Regions from separate parts of the Hordeum vulgare genome. Here region 1 is linked to region 2. The links are chromatin contacts, called in public Hi-C maps. All regions are on one chromosome and are shown on one strand. The core of a region is the stretch at or near the end of the contact, and the rest is flanking DNA. Distances in the headings are between cores, read along the strand shown. Region 1 has its middle 92 kb from the start of LOC123398604. Region 2 has its middle 150 kb from the start of LOC123395619.

Evidence for each region. A called contact is a pair of places that touch in the nucleus more often than the background predicts.
Region 1: a Hi-C map of leaf shows a contact between it and region 2, with 7 times the contacts expected there. The contact joins two enhancer-like sites. A contact is called at or near these places in 3 of 6 Hi-C or Micro-C datasets (leaf and seedling).

Annotation. Positions count from the first base shown.
Region 1 is chr5H:447,870,420-447,877,770 of MorexV3_pseudomolecules_assembly, reverse strand. No RefSeq gene overlaps it. Among protein-coding and RNA genes, the nearest start is that of LOC123398604, 92 kb to the left of the region's middle. Within about 2 kb of position 3,525, at least 2 of the 3 cell types and tissues checked have open chromatin away from gene starts, as enhancers often do. A contact at or near this core is called in leaf, where this site is marked.
Region 2 is chr5H:447,541,774-447,549,105 of MorexV3_pseudomolecules_assembly, reverse strand. No RefSeq gene overlaps it. Among protein-coding and RNA genes, the nearest start is that of LOC123395619, 150 kb to the right of the region's middle. Within about 2 kb of position 4,370, at least 3 of the 3 cell types and tissues checked have open chromatin away from gene starts, as enhancers often do. A contact at or near this core is called in leaf, where this site is marked.

The DNA of each region.
Region 1 (7,351 bases), core at 2,276-4,775, 330 kb before region 2:
AAGAGTCGAGGATGACCCAAAAGAGATTGATGCGACTTTGGTTCACATTTCTTCTGTTTTGTCTCGCGCTATGTTAATCTAATTAAAGTCACCCATGACGACCCAGCTGACCCCAGGGGTAGGTTTTTAGGAGATCAGCTCGTTGAAGAAGTCGTCTTTCCGGGAAGAGGTAGTCGATCCATAGACGATAGATATGCGGAAGGAGACGTCAGAATTAAGCACAACAACCATAGCCGAGAGACAAAATTCCGTGATGAGGTTGTGATTGATGCGGACAACACTGTCACCCCATAGGATGAGAATCCCTCCTCTGGTTTCGATGGCCATCCGTTGGGCTTGGGCGAAGCTTTGAAGTCGGTAGCCGCCCAATGATTAAAATAGACAGTAACAGGTTGGCCGAGCGCGAATTGTATTCTCTCTCGTGGAAGGCCTGTTTGGCAAACTGCACGTGCAACGCATACCCGATTAGAACCAGGGACCTCGACCATAAGTTAGAAATGCTACAACCACTTGGGACAACCCACAATGTGTGATGACTCATTTGTTTTCCCCCTCTATTCGTTTTTCACATCGCGATCGGTTTTCTCGTTTTTTCTTTTTTGAAACGGTTTGGTTGCTTTTTTATTTTTCTTATCTTTTTCTCTGTTTCTTTTTTGTTTCCTTTTTCCTTTTCAAATGCGTGAACTTTTCTCAATTTTGCAATTTGTTTTTAAAATCGATGAACTATTTTTAAATTTTTAATCCTTTTTTAGAATGAGTGATTGTTTTTCAAATTTGATGAACTTTTTTTCAAAATCGATGAACCTTTTCTGAATTCAATGATCTTCTTTTGAATCTCATGTTTTTTTTCGCAAAAACGATGTATTTTTTGAATTTGATGATTTTTTTTAAATCAATGAACTTTTCTTAAAATTTGGGATGATTTTTTTAAATTGATGAACTTTTTCGAAATTAATGAACTTTTTTTAAATTGGGGAACTTTCTTAAATTTGTGATCTTTTCTTCAAAATTGATGAATATTTTTTAAATTTACCAACTTTCGTTGAATCCGGTGAACTTTTTTGATTTTTGTGATCCTTTTTGTTGTTATTTTTTGCAACGAAAGTCAACTCGTGAACCGGCTAGGGAACCTGGTCAACTTCGTCAGAAAACCACGAATGGCGCCCAAGCAAGCGAACGAAAACACCAGTTAGCGAGCGAGCACAGATGCGTTTAATGGGCCCGACTCGTTAAGCACACGCGTAAGTGTAAGCCTCGCTAGTTGGCGCCGAAGGCGCTGAGTAGGAGTTCCCACAAACCGCACGCTTGCCCAAAAACGACAAACAACAAGCAACCAGAGCAACTAATTAGAGAGCACTCTTTCGAGAGCCCTCCAACGATCATTCCCACACATTGTTATTTAGCGCGTTCTCGGTCGACGCCACGTGTCGTGCCCTGAGCATTTCTTTTAGATTTTGTTTTTAATTTTTTTCGCACGTGTTTTCGGCTTTCTAGATTGATTTTTTTGGGGTTTTTTTGTGTTTCGGTTTTCCACCGATCTTTCTTAGTTTTTCTGACAAAAATCCAAATAAAATTGTGCAAAAAAAACGTGTTTTCTGTTTTTTTGTGAGAGGCACGACCGTGCCTCACGGAAAAAGAAAAACGTGTTTCATGTTTTTTTCGAGAGGCACAGTTTTGCTTCCGCAAGAGACATGGTCGTGCCTCTCGGAAACGAAAAAAACACGTTTTTTTTTTCGAGAGGCGCGGTTTTGCTTTTTCGAGAGGCGTGGTTTTGCTTTCGCGAGAGGCTCGACCGTGTCTCCTGAAAATGGAAAAAACAATGCGTTTTTTCGCGAGAGGCATGGGTTTGCTTTCATGAGAGGCACGGTTTTGCCTTTGCGAGAGGCACAGTTTTTGCTTTTACGAGAGGTACGACCGCGCCTCTCGGAAACAAAAAAAATGCATTTTTGTTTTTTTTCCACAATAGGCACGGTTTTGCCATCATGAGAGGCAGAGCCGTGCTTCTAGGAAATAAAAAAAACGCGTTTTTATTTTATTTTTCTATCGTAAGAGGCATGGTTTTCATCCGATTTTTTTGTGAAAAAAGTTCGTCAAAACCTATCAACATCTGATCTGGTTTTGACAATCTCAGGACGAAAAAACCCAACAATAAAAACGGTCCGATATTTAAACGCACGATTTATGAGATAAAACGTTTTAAAAATACGGACCTATATAAAAAAAAGAAAATTCTTAGGTTGCGACAAATGACACATAACAATGAGCCATTTGTCATAACCTAAAAAGACAGGAATGATCTTTGAAAAGAATACTCCTTAGTTAGTTATTTCGACAAACAGCAGGCTTTACCTAAAAACCCCGCAAAGATCAGGCTTTAACCAGCGACTAGTTCGTCTTCCCGACTCTATTTTTCAAGCCCTATAAAAACTCATTTTCAGTGTTGCTCAAAAACAAAATTCTTTTTTTCAATTACCCTAGAAAACATTTCTTTCCAGTCCTGTCGCAGTCGACTAAATCCTTCTATAGCGAGGGTCAGTCGACTAAATCATTAATCTGTGATTCCCCTGCTAACGGTGGCACTAATCAACGGCTTGCCGACAACGCCAAGCAACGGGAATGGATCATCGATAACAACGTGTCACGAAAGGGATCGGCATACTGGTTATACTCATATTTATACGGATAAGCAAAACTTATCAACTGATCGCACATTCAATGAATTAGGGATTCAGGACTGTTCTGTCTCAGTCCATGGCCACAGAAACCCATTCAGCAAGTGGAGGATACGCAAACGGAAGCTACAAACCGATCCTAACCAAGCATGTTCTGCCAGATTTCTAACAGAAACAAAGATAGAATTACTTTTAAGAGAGAATCATTGGACTACTATATCTATATGGGGCAGTGGCCTATCCTAAGCTAGCCCGCGAGACTACTGTTTCTGATGAGTCCAGTACCAGAATGTGTTAGCAAATGCTAATTATCATCACCCATGGAATAAAGATGGAAAATGATGGAAAAGGCTAGCTTTGACACTTTCGGCTAACTTTGTTGTGGTTTTCAGAGATAAGATCCCCATCCCCTTGCCATCCATTCTACTCCTCTCAATTATGGGGATACAACAAACCTCCTTGTGGGCCTACTGCATCAACTGTTACTGTCATGGTGAATACAAAAATCTAGCCTAGAGTTAACAGCTCACATGTCATGTCACATGCATCATGAGCCAATTAAAGCATCTGACAGTTGGATATTTGGGTTTGAGCCCACATGGAGCTGATTCAATTCAGTCTGAGGCAAACTACCATATGCATGGTAATCCAGTGGACATGGTCCATCAACACCTGAGGCTCACACAAACACAAGTTGCAGTGCTAGTAGTAGTAGCAGCATCAATTATGCTCACCATCTCCATTTTATCCACAGGGGAATCTTTGTGGAGGACATCGAAGCCCCAATAGAACAAAGATATGATATGAGTACCACCCATGCATGCTGTCAATCACGCAGCCAGAGGCACCAATGATGATGGTTTTGCTCCACTCCTACCCTGGGCGCCTGCACAGTGGCAGGGAGGGAGGGACGGGGAGTGATTACATCTTGCAGGGTTGTTTCTGCACAGAATCATCCTGCCCGGTTATGTGGAATTTGTGCTGGCATGTATGTTGGGAGGGTGTTTATGCACAGAATTAGCTGCCTGCCTGGAGCATGAGCAGCTAGCCTAGCATCCCCCACTCCCAACTTTCACCAGACGGCTCGCCCCCTTTCACTCCATTTCCACTATTATTGCCAATGGCAGATGCACTCAATAAATGGAATCATGCTGATTTTGGTGCCATTGCCAGCCAGATACCTGAATTTCTTTCCCACCTCGATCGCATCAAATGGAAGGGGCTGATGCCGCATGTGGTTGCGGCAGGGTGCATTAACCAGCTTGTGATCAGTGGGCGTGTCATGTACGTATACCGGTTTTAGGAGTTACGTACTAGGGCTGTCACATGCAAAGCCCTATCATGTGAGGTACCTGCTTTCTGCTCCCTTTGCCCTCAAATGATTTTATTTTTATGGTTGCCAATCTGTGGTATAAACTTTTCTCGTATTCGACGTTTCATATCATCTATTCTTAAATAGCTAGAACAAATACTTAAATTTCCTCTTCATGCAACAATGCCAAATCACAAAATCATGCATGTAGTCATAAGTTCCTTTTCCATTAATCTCTTCATACAAAACATATCCTCATGCATGAAATTTTTCTAGGTAATTAAGTAAGACATTTTTATAATTTTTTTGTATTAACATTAGTTTTCTAACATTTATTTTTATACTTTTTAACAAATTTTTCATAGCAACGCGCGGGCATCGTCTAGTTCTACTTGAATAGTTGATCATCACCGTTTTAATTTTCTCAACATGCAAATATGCCACCTCATCACCTCACTAATTATTTCTCTTAACATGAATGAAAATGCTATTTATTTTCTCTCTCAATATGCACATATCCAACTTACTCTCACTACACATGCACCTCATCAATCACACTAGTTATATTTCTCACAATTTCTCTCTTCTCTAAAAAAAATTGTATTTCTCTCAAGATGCATGAAAAATGCTACTTATATTATGTATATATTTACAACAACATAATAGTCAAATACAATATATTATGTCTATTTTATTTATTTAAATTTCATAAAAAAAGATTGCAACCAATGCATCCCCCCCAACGTGTGGGGTATCATCTAGTTATTACATATGCGATGGTGCATCGGATTATTGATAATCTCGGTGCTCTCATTTATAAGTTTCACATGCATTTTAATATAAAAAATGACCCTTAATTTGATCAACAAAATATGACCGGCAACAAAAAATATCAACAATATATGAGTTATATGCCACAGAAATTATACCATTGAAAAGTTCTTTTGGGTATGACTCTATTCATATATGGTTGTGTGCATCCTTGGATGCAGAGGCCGGGGTTTTCAACCATCTTTTTGAAAAAAAATGGCTCTAGTGATATTTTTTGTTGGACATTTAAGTAATATTTGGTTGACCAAATTAATGGCCAAAGTTGTAATAAAAACGTGTGATGCACTTATATATAAGCCCGAACAGAGGAAATATCACTTTTTTTAACAAACATCAATGTTGAAATTGCATGGGCAGTGTATGTTAGAGATAAATCATGAAAATTGGCTGGTCTAGAATGCCGCAGGCCTCTAAGAAAAACATAAAAGCCTGAATTTTGTGCAGCTAGTTGTCTTTACACCTCATTATTAAAAGGTATTCTTCGAGTTTCCAAAAAATATGAAATAATTTGTGGATATAGTTCGTTCTATATCATGTATTCTCACAGAAAAAGGAAATCATGAAGATATACTCTTGAGACATAAAAAATGATAGTTTTATGATTTATATAACTTGGTCCCAATTCATGCTCTCTTTTTTTCAGGTCATAAATGGTTCCACTTCTTTGATGCATGTTAGCATGTGCACATGATATAGCCTGAACTAAATGCATGGTTTATTGCTGTAAAAAAGCATGGTTTATTAAAAAAATGAAAAGGAAAATTAAATAAGGAAAGGGAATACAAATCGAGTTAGTGGCAACTAGTTGCCAAAATTACTTTCTGCAAAGGAGCTTGCATACTGATGAAGACATTGTTAACTGTATGCGTATGTCAAGATTCCAATTGTTAAAATGGGACCATCCAACGTATGGATTAGGACAATTACCACAACGAGAGCGGCAGGCATTTCAGCTTATGCTTTGATGCAAAGAAAGAAAAGTTAGGCTTATCTCCATTGGCTGAGGTCCAAGAGTTTGGATGTTAACATCGTTTTCCAGTAACCAGAAACCAGTGGATTATTGAGTGGTCACCAATTTTGACCAGTTATGGCCTTAGAGCAAGGAACATGTGTTCCTAAATAATGGTAGTAGTAGTACTACTTTGCAATAAGCCTTTCTGCAGTTTATTGGTCAGTTTTCCTAATCAGGAGCATTGATGTTAACCATCACTAGAGTCTAGAGATGGCAGGGCCAGTAAAATTGCTCATCTTGAAGGAAGTGCATGTCTAACTAGGACCTTACGTGAGCCCTTGGGTTAGATGATAACGTAGACAAAATGGGCTAAGCGTTAGGTCAAAATCAAGATCACACGTCTATTCCCGGAGCCTACAATGGTTAAGTCCTACAAAAGCTTATATTCGAGCAATTTTATCTTTGTTGACACCTAAATACTTCCTTTCTTCCAAAAAAAGTGTCTCAACTTTATACTAACACTAGTACTTATATAAAAGTTGAGACACTTAAGAGCATCTCTAGCAGACCCCGTATAATGCCCCGATCCACAAAATAACTGTTAAAATACGGGTCAATGCGAAAAAAGTTGCGTGATTAGACCACGCAAACGTGTTCGACCCGTAAATATTTTTGAGGAGCGCGGCAAAATTCCCATCCCAACCTGCGAAAACGCAGGTTCTCCCCCTCATCCCATCGGTGCCCTCTATATAGCGAGAGCGGTTCGCGGGTGGGACATTTGAGCCCGCGCTTTTCCCCCACCCACCGTTGTCGGGCTGCCGCCTACGATTCCGGCCATACCAGCCGCCGGGATCACGCCGGCAGGCCACCACACGCCCGGGATTGACCACTACCCTTTCCTGCTGCCTCGGCCGGCTAGAAAGTTGCAGATCGACGACTGTTTGTCATGCCTGTCGGATCTGGCATTTTCGGTCACCACTGGCTGCACAAGCCATGGATTGGTCAGGGAGCTCCCCGCATAGCCCCGACAAAGCGCCAGCACTGCATGTAGGTACTCGTTCGTCCTCAAATCGCCGTCGTTGGTTTGCCGACAAGGACTCGGCCGGCCGTCGCCCGGGCTCGGTGCTCGCGCAACGGCTCGCCGGCTTGCCGATGCCGCTCATGCGACGACTGCACAGAGACAGTGTTGCGACTAACATCTAGCACGCGGCAACACCTGGATGGGTATTCTTCAAATGCAATAACGACGGGGTATGTTCTTGTTTCCGTTCGGCTTTGTCAACTTAATTGGTTCAATTTCGGTAGTTTATTTAGATGTTCATGTGTGTAGGAAGGTGGATGCTCATTTAGGTATTGAGAAGAAGAATACATTGATTTATTGATAGGAAGAAACTTAATAGATGTTCATGCACTGCTTAGTATAATTGAGGCTAATGATGTGGCTGCATGTGCAGTTAGAAAAGAAATTAGAGGGAAAGCTACGTATAATTCTTTAGAATCAAAGCCGAAGAATGACAGAATGTAAGATCTAGAATCCGCAGATCAACAATGAATGCATGAAGAAGATGTTGGTCCAACTAGTGG
Region 2 (7,332 bases), core at 3,121-5,620:
CCTCATGATAAAACAAAATGTCTCAAAGGTTTAGAGTAGGAAGGACAACATTCGTGCGAAATTTGGAGGGATTTGGACCAAGGTTTAATAGGGTTGCTTAACAACCACACAATCTCGTCTAGAAAATAGAATTAGATGTTGCACTCACATAGTGTGATTCTAGGACTAAAACTTGGGGGGTCGTGATGAATTATCCATGACAAGATACTGCAAAATTTTCATACCAACTAGATACACCAAAATGGTACTTGCTTCACAATAATCTTCTCTTCGACAAAAAATAAGAATAATTCTAGGGAAAGATCGGCTAGATCTTAAATTTATAGGAGGCAAGACATATGGGAAGGAGAAGGTCCTCGCAATTTTTTAGCAATAATGAAACAATACAAAATATAGTAGCTTCACAAACTGCAAATCTGACCAGAAACTAAGTTTTAATGTTGGGATCACATGAATGATGGAGAAATGCTCAAATTTGGAGGAGAGCTATTAATTGAGCGTATGAAGGATCATGCAAAATTTCAACTCATTTGGATTAACCTAAATAGTAACTCCTTAACAAAGTTTTTTTTTGAACAAAAAATTTGGAAATTAGCTCAGGAAAATTCACTAGGACAATGAAGTAGAATTTTGGCATGAGGCTGCGATATGGATAGAAAAGACTAACCAAAAAGTTTGGAAGCAACGAAGCAAATATAAATAGCACTTCCTTCACAACTGAAAAAGAATTCTACTATTTTTTTATTGAACTATACAAGGAAGAATTTTGACATATTTGAGGAAGATATGACCCAAACAATTTATGATAATTATTTGGGAATTTTGGGAGAGACGAAAATATAGGTTGCTTCACAACCTACAGCAAACAGGGTTATTCCTTTAATAGAAAAATCAATATTCCCACCAAAAAGAATTTTGCTTGGGGATAAGATGGAAATGACATGGTCTTGAGAAGGATTTGAGAATGACAAGCCACTTTGGGGACTACAAAGAGATGATCTTCCCAAGTCTCGAGACCATAGAGCCATAGAAGAGAAATTTCAAATAAAATGTTAAAGAAATGCAAAAGAAAAAGAAAGGGTCAAAATCGAGGGTGTCACATTCGGCCTCGACGCAGTCTATGATTTGGTTCTTTTTGGTGAGGAACCTATTCCAGAACTGTCGAGCGGACTCCCTCGGCTGCTATCTAATAAGGTTTAAGTTCTCAATGTGCGGAGGTCAAACATAGGTACCATAGAAGTTAGCTCCCAGCTTCCAATAAAGTCCTTAGGCAAGCTATTAAGCCAATGACTCGCATGTTCTTTTAGTTTTTTAGGTAGGTACTTGATGGCGTGGAGGTCATCTCCTTTGGCCATATCAATACGGAGAAGAAAATATTTGATCCATACTGTTGAATATGTGTTTTCGCCGTATGTCTCAATATTAACGGGTTTAAACCCTTCAGGGAATTAGTGTTGCATAACCTCATCTGTGAAGCACATCGTATAGGCAGCCCCGAGACATGGACAATAGATTGTCGACCATATGTTTTTGGCCGAACATAGTTATTTTCCCGGGCCCAAGTGTTTCTATCAAGCCATTCATGGTATCCTCCATGTCCTGCTAGTGCCTGATCCCTGGATCGATAGATGGACCGGGGTGCCGTGTCTAGCCTTTCAGGGAGGTCCAATGTTCGTGTGGGTTAATCGACTCTCCTGTCATTAAAGCGAGCATTAGCAGGGAGCTCTTGGGATCATCCTAGCGGCCTATCCCGTCCCCTAGGAGGATGGTCCCGTTGATCGTGACGATCATAGTTCCTCGGCGGGTCATCTTCTGCTTCATCATCTAATTCTCAAAATAAGCGTCTCCAATTGTAGGATAAATGTTAACTTTTTAGTCTATCCTCGAGTTCTTGTTCCTCCAACAAGACTTCAACCCACGTGTCATTGAGTGTGTCTTGGTCAGCCTTCAGCCGGGCTTGCCCTAGTTTGACACTGCGGACGATTGCCATCACACACCTCTGGTAGGCCTCAAGGGCTTTGAAGTTCTCAGGGACGACAAAATCGTTGGATCCAAGGCTTACCTCCTCGCCCGATGGCATGTAGTTATCATCATCGGGGTCATCATAGGGTAAGCCCGGGCGTGATGTCTGTGCACCTCTCGGGTCCTCTACGGTTAGGCTTGTGTTATGATCTTGGGCGCTGTCGTTATCGGCCTCCACAACACTAGCATTGCCTATGCGAGACTTCCTTCGATGTAGCCGCATCATTTACCTCTGGAGGGGTGTTTGTCCTCTTCTTCTCTATTGTTGTGAGAGGTATCCACCATGTAGACACGTAGGTGGATGTTTCCGCCCACTTGTCGGTCTTTATCTTCCTTGGGTTCGGTCCATCCCCGGTATCTTCATCCCATTCCGCATCTTCTCACACGTAGTCGAGGACATCGGTTAAGTGTTTGACTGTAGCGACTAGATGGGTGGTGAGTGGGACTTAAATTTCTTGAACATCAGCTTTACATCCGATGTGGTCATAGGAGAGGTCTTGCCATCTGAGATCCCAGGCTCTGTATCCGATCTAACATCTCTTTTAAAAGCGAGAGATCACTTCGATCCATTGTTTGACTATAAGCGGGGCCAATCCAAAGTGGATTATATGGAGCCATAAGAGCTACATCGGAGGCAAACCGAGACGAGCTCGAGGCTAGGTCCGAAGGAGGGTCACACTTGAGGTTTCGCTCTATGATGGAGAGGGGTAGATCTGTGCTTGAGGGCGGACCTTCATTGGTGTTTGCTGGGAAGCCAGGGTTGGAGATTGGTTTCAGGCTTGAAACTTCGGTATCCGATGTCTGCTCCAATCGCCTTGGAGCCCAACCAGAGATGTCGAGATTGCCAAAGGCGTCGGTGGTGTATTCCAAGCTTTCGAACATGACCTCCTCATTGGGGACGAGGTTCTCAACACACACGAGATGGCATGTGGAGTCTTGGCGCTTCCATTGCTCCTTAGGATGTGGCTTAACGGGATCCTAGTCCGGTCCGTATGGTCAAATATCTCGGGTTAGTAGCCCCTAGTTCAGGACACTGTGAGGCATCACTTGTCGTTTGTGAACAAGTAAGTGGATCTAAGGCAGCTCCATCTGTGACTCTGCTCCCAACCTAGTGACACATGTTCCGAGTCGCCGTGGTCGATCCCAAACGGTTGCCATTCCCATGCACGACCGCTCCTTGATTAGAGACATCCAGGGCTCACTTGGCCCGACTGCCATGCTCGAATATGTTGATGTGTGGCCAAGGATGCAACCCCTTGCTCTTAGCTCGCACCCGGATGTCATCCACAATAAGTGGACAGAGAAGGGAGTCTACACTCCTTCCTCATTCTACCAAGCCATATTCACTGGATCCACATTATGCGAACATTGACGCTTGGTTTGGAAATTCGGAGCCCCCCTCTCCGTGAAATTCTTCACCTACCTGGCCTCCATCAGTCGCTATTGGACAGCGGATCACCTAGCCCGTCGAGGACTGCCTCACGAGCCTGCGTGCATATTCTGCTCTCAAGAGGCTAAGACCATGCACCACATTCTATTGGGTTGTGTCTTCTCCCGCAGTATCTAGCATGATATCCTCACTTGGTGCTGCCTCGGGATCGCCGCACCGGATGGCTCCCTTTGGTTCCGTGAGTGGCTTCACTCGATCCTACACATGACAACCCTGGCCAAGCTGCTCGGCTTCACCACCATTGTCATGCTTATGACATGGTCCCTCTAGCGTCACCGCAATGCCATCATCTACGACAAGATCGCACCGTCGCTCATTTTGGATTCATGGTCGCGCCATTTTGTGTATGCAACTGCAATACCACTCTCCACTTTATTATCCTCTATCAATGAAAAGATACGCTCTCATGCGTATTGACAAAAAAAACAATGTTGAAATATAAAATTTACATTTTTTTAATCTAAACTAGCATTACATGCGGCTATTTAAATGTATGTACTTATGTACATGACTATTTGAACGTCTCAACTCTATGTATACGACTACTTGAACGTACGAACTATCAAGTAAAATTAGAAAGACCGGATATATACGAGACAGATGCGGAAGAAAATGTAGAGGTTGCCTTGGAAACGCCCTAATAGGCCGTATGCAATCGAGATGAAGAAAAGCGAGAGGCCGTACAGACGAACTGTGCCCGCGGAGCACTCGTGTCCTCTGGACTCCTGGCGAGTGGAGGGGGGAGACAGAACAAAACGGACACACGACGAACCCCCTTTACGCACACACGCACGCGCGCTGCAACGAGAACGGAACTGCCCGGGCCGGCCGATAGGCCCCCACCACGTGAGCGCTGCCCGGCTCCCTCCCTGTTCAGTTCGGGATGGGTTCATGACACGACGCAGTGAAGGCGATAGAAGACAGTGGGGTGAGCTGTTGCTGCTGGCTGCTCCTTGTCCCGGCACCCAACCCACCAAAGCGCGAGCCGTTCGTGTCCCTTCTTGCCGTTGCTGCCTCTGCCGCCCGGGCGGGGGCACGCCGCACGCCGCACGCGACCACGGGAGCCGATCGGGAGAGGCGTTCAGGTGGCGGAATGGATTGTGAATGGGACGCTGCTGGGTCGGCGGTTGTTGGTCGCCTGGGGTCTGGGGGTGGGGTGGGGGGACGTGGGTTGGGCTGGGCATGTGTGCTGGGACCGCCGTGCGTGGCGCTGCAGCGCATGACAGCCACGACGCCGTCTCGTCTGGGGCGGGGCCCGGCCGCCCAGGGTCTGAACTCTGGACCCTGGGACTGACTACTGCGAGGGAGGGAGCGTGCTGGGAAATAGCTGTTCCGGAGTCAAAACGCAGGCGGCAGCCCAGCCCATCCGATCTGGATCCGGCGCTCCACAATGCGGTGCGGGTTCACTGGAGATAGTGTTTTTGTCTGGAGTTGTTGCCTTGATTGCGTGAGAGCAGGACTTGGCAGGACATAGCAGTCGTGGATTATTGCAGGCCTGCACTTGCACCCCTCGCGTAGGCACAGTACCAGTACTGCAGGTTACAATTATGCACGCTACTGCTGCAGGTTGCAATTATGCACGCCGGAATGTGGATGGATGAGCGAGATCGCCAGCCATGCCTCCCTACAGTTCATTTTTAATTTCTTCAGGGTACCCTGCCTACAGTCCGCTCCGTCCGGCACGTACACCATCCCCCGCGGCAAAATTCATTGTTTTGACACTTTGTTGTTAGTTTAGCACGACCAGCAGAAGAGCCCGTGCGTGGTAAAGGAAAAAAAAATAACACATGCTCTAAACGTAATATATTTTCACATGGCATCACATTTGTGTTGCCGACGATGGTTTTAGTGCTCACACAACAAAAACGCGTTTGAATGTACAGTTACTCGGAATAAGATGAAAAATATGTTGTTTCTCTCCACGAGATTTTTCAAAGATGAGCATGTGTGGTTAACGATGTTTTCTTTCCTCTTAATTAGGTTTTAATTTAATAAATGTTTATTGCAATTCGTATCGTCGTTGGAAAGAGAGAAAAAAGGACCGTACACTACAGATTAACTTTGCACAAAAAATAATATTTAAGAAGTATTCAACAGCTAAAAATAACACCCTATTTAGATTCTATATATTTTTTAATCAAATTTCATATATAACATGTTAAAATCGGAATTAGGGTTTAAAAGATATGGATAATTTTGTTTTAGATAAAATTTGGATTGATTAACTGAAAAGTTAGGTTTTTTTTGTTAAAATACGGAGTGCGGGTTGATTACGTGAAACATTAGAGGGTTTTCTGAACGATTCAAAAACGATTTGTTTTCTGATTTAGATCCGGACAGCGGGTTGATTTCAGGAAACGTCGGGGGCTTTTTTTGTAAAAGTGGCACGACGAAACGTTTTTCCAACTTAAGAAAGGACTGCGGGTTGATTAACTGAAAACGGAGGGACTTTTTCACCAAAATGCCACGACGGACGACGAGAAACCGTATTTGCTTTATTATTAGGGAGAGATTAGACTCCATGTGCAAAAGTTTTTATGATCTCACCATTTTTGTATCGTTGTTGTCTATGACGGTAGGGTAACACATCTTACCGTCAGGGTCTATGACAGTAGGACTTAGTGACGCCGTCACGTCTGTTTGGTGCGAGAAAACCTTACCTCCACATCATATGGCGGTAGGATGTATTACCCTACCGTCACCGTTTATCATGTTAGGGACCTGCATGTAATCATCATTTTATTATAATTGCATGCAGGTCCCTACGGTCGTAGACTATGACGGGAGGGACCTGCATGTAATCATCATTTTATTATCATTTTATTAGAACATGACGATGTAATTAAGTCCTACCGTTAAAGGCCTTGGCGGTGGGATGTGTTATCCTACCGTCAAAGACAATGACGATAGAAAAAGGGTGAGATCCGAAAAACTTTTACACATAGGGTCAAATCACGCAAACTAACGGCAAAGGGTCAAAACAATGAAATTGTCCTTCCCCCACCCCTCCCCTCAAGCTTCGACACTCGCTTGCCCCTCCAATTCTTTCACCAACATCGTACATACATCCATAGGTGGACCTGCGGGAAGCCATTCAGCACGCAAAAGAGATGTGTTTTTTAAGTTAACAAAAGAGCTGCTAAAATTTCATTCAGAAAAAAGGCAATAGTTGAAAACTGCTCGAGAGAAACTGGACAAAACAAGTACTCGAGCACAAGCTTGTAGGATGGCCTCATTGACAACTAACTAAACTAGATCTAAAGAGCAAAAGGATATACATAAACACAAAAAAAAAATGTGAGGAAACACTACAAAAAACACAGAAGCCCAACATCAACGATAGCGGTGTCATCGTGCATCGCCAATCACATTCCCGACATGCCAACTTCGACTTTGTCGCTGCAACACCAAAGTTTGCCTATCTGCCCAAATAATCACCTCCACCACAAGCTTGTACGATGGCCTTGTTGACATCGAAGAGAGAAGGCATATCCATAGAAAGACGGACATGTCAAAAGAGCTCCAACTTCCTAGTCTCGCGTGCCACCTGTCGGCCAAGACGGATGAACCACTTCAAACATCATGCACCCTCACCGATGCAAACTCTCGGCCACCACATCACCACAAACCGGGAGCTCCCACCAAAAGACCACGTCTTCAAGACAATGATTCAGCGTCGTCATCCCTAAGCCGTCAAGTCGAATCTTGGTTTTTACCCGACGACTAGAACTCGAGGATGTGATTGGTGTCGAATCTCCTCAGTGCTATGATACGTCTCAAACAAATATATTTTTTGAAGCAATTTTGCTTTTGTTTTGGACTCTAATTTGTATGATTTGAATGAAACTAACCCGGACTGA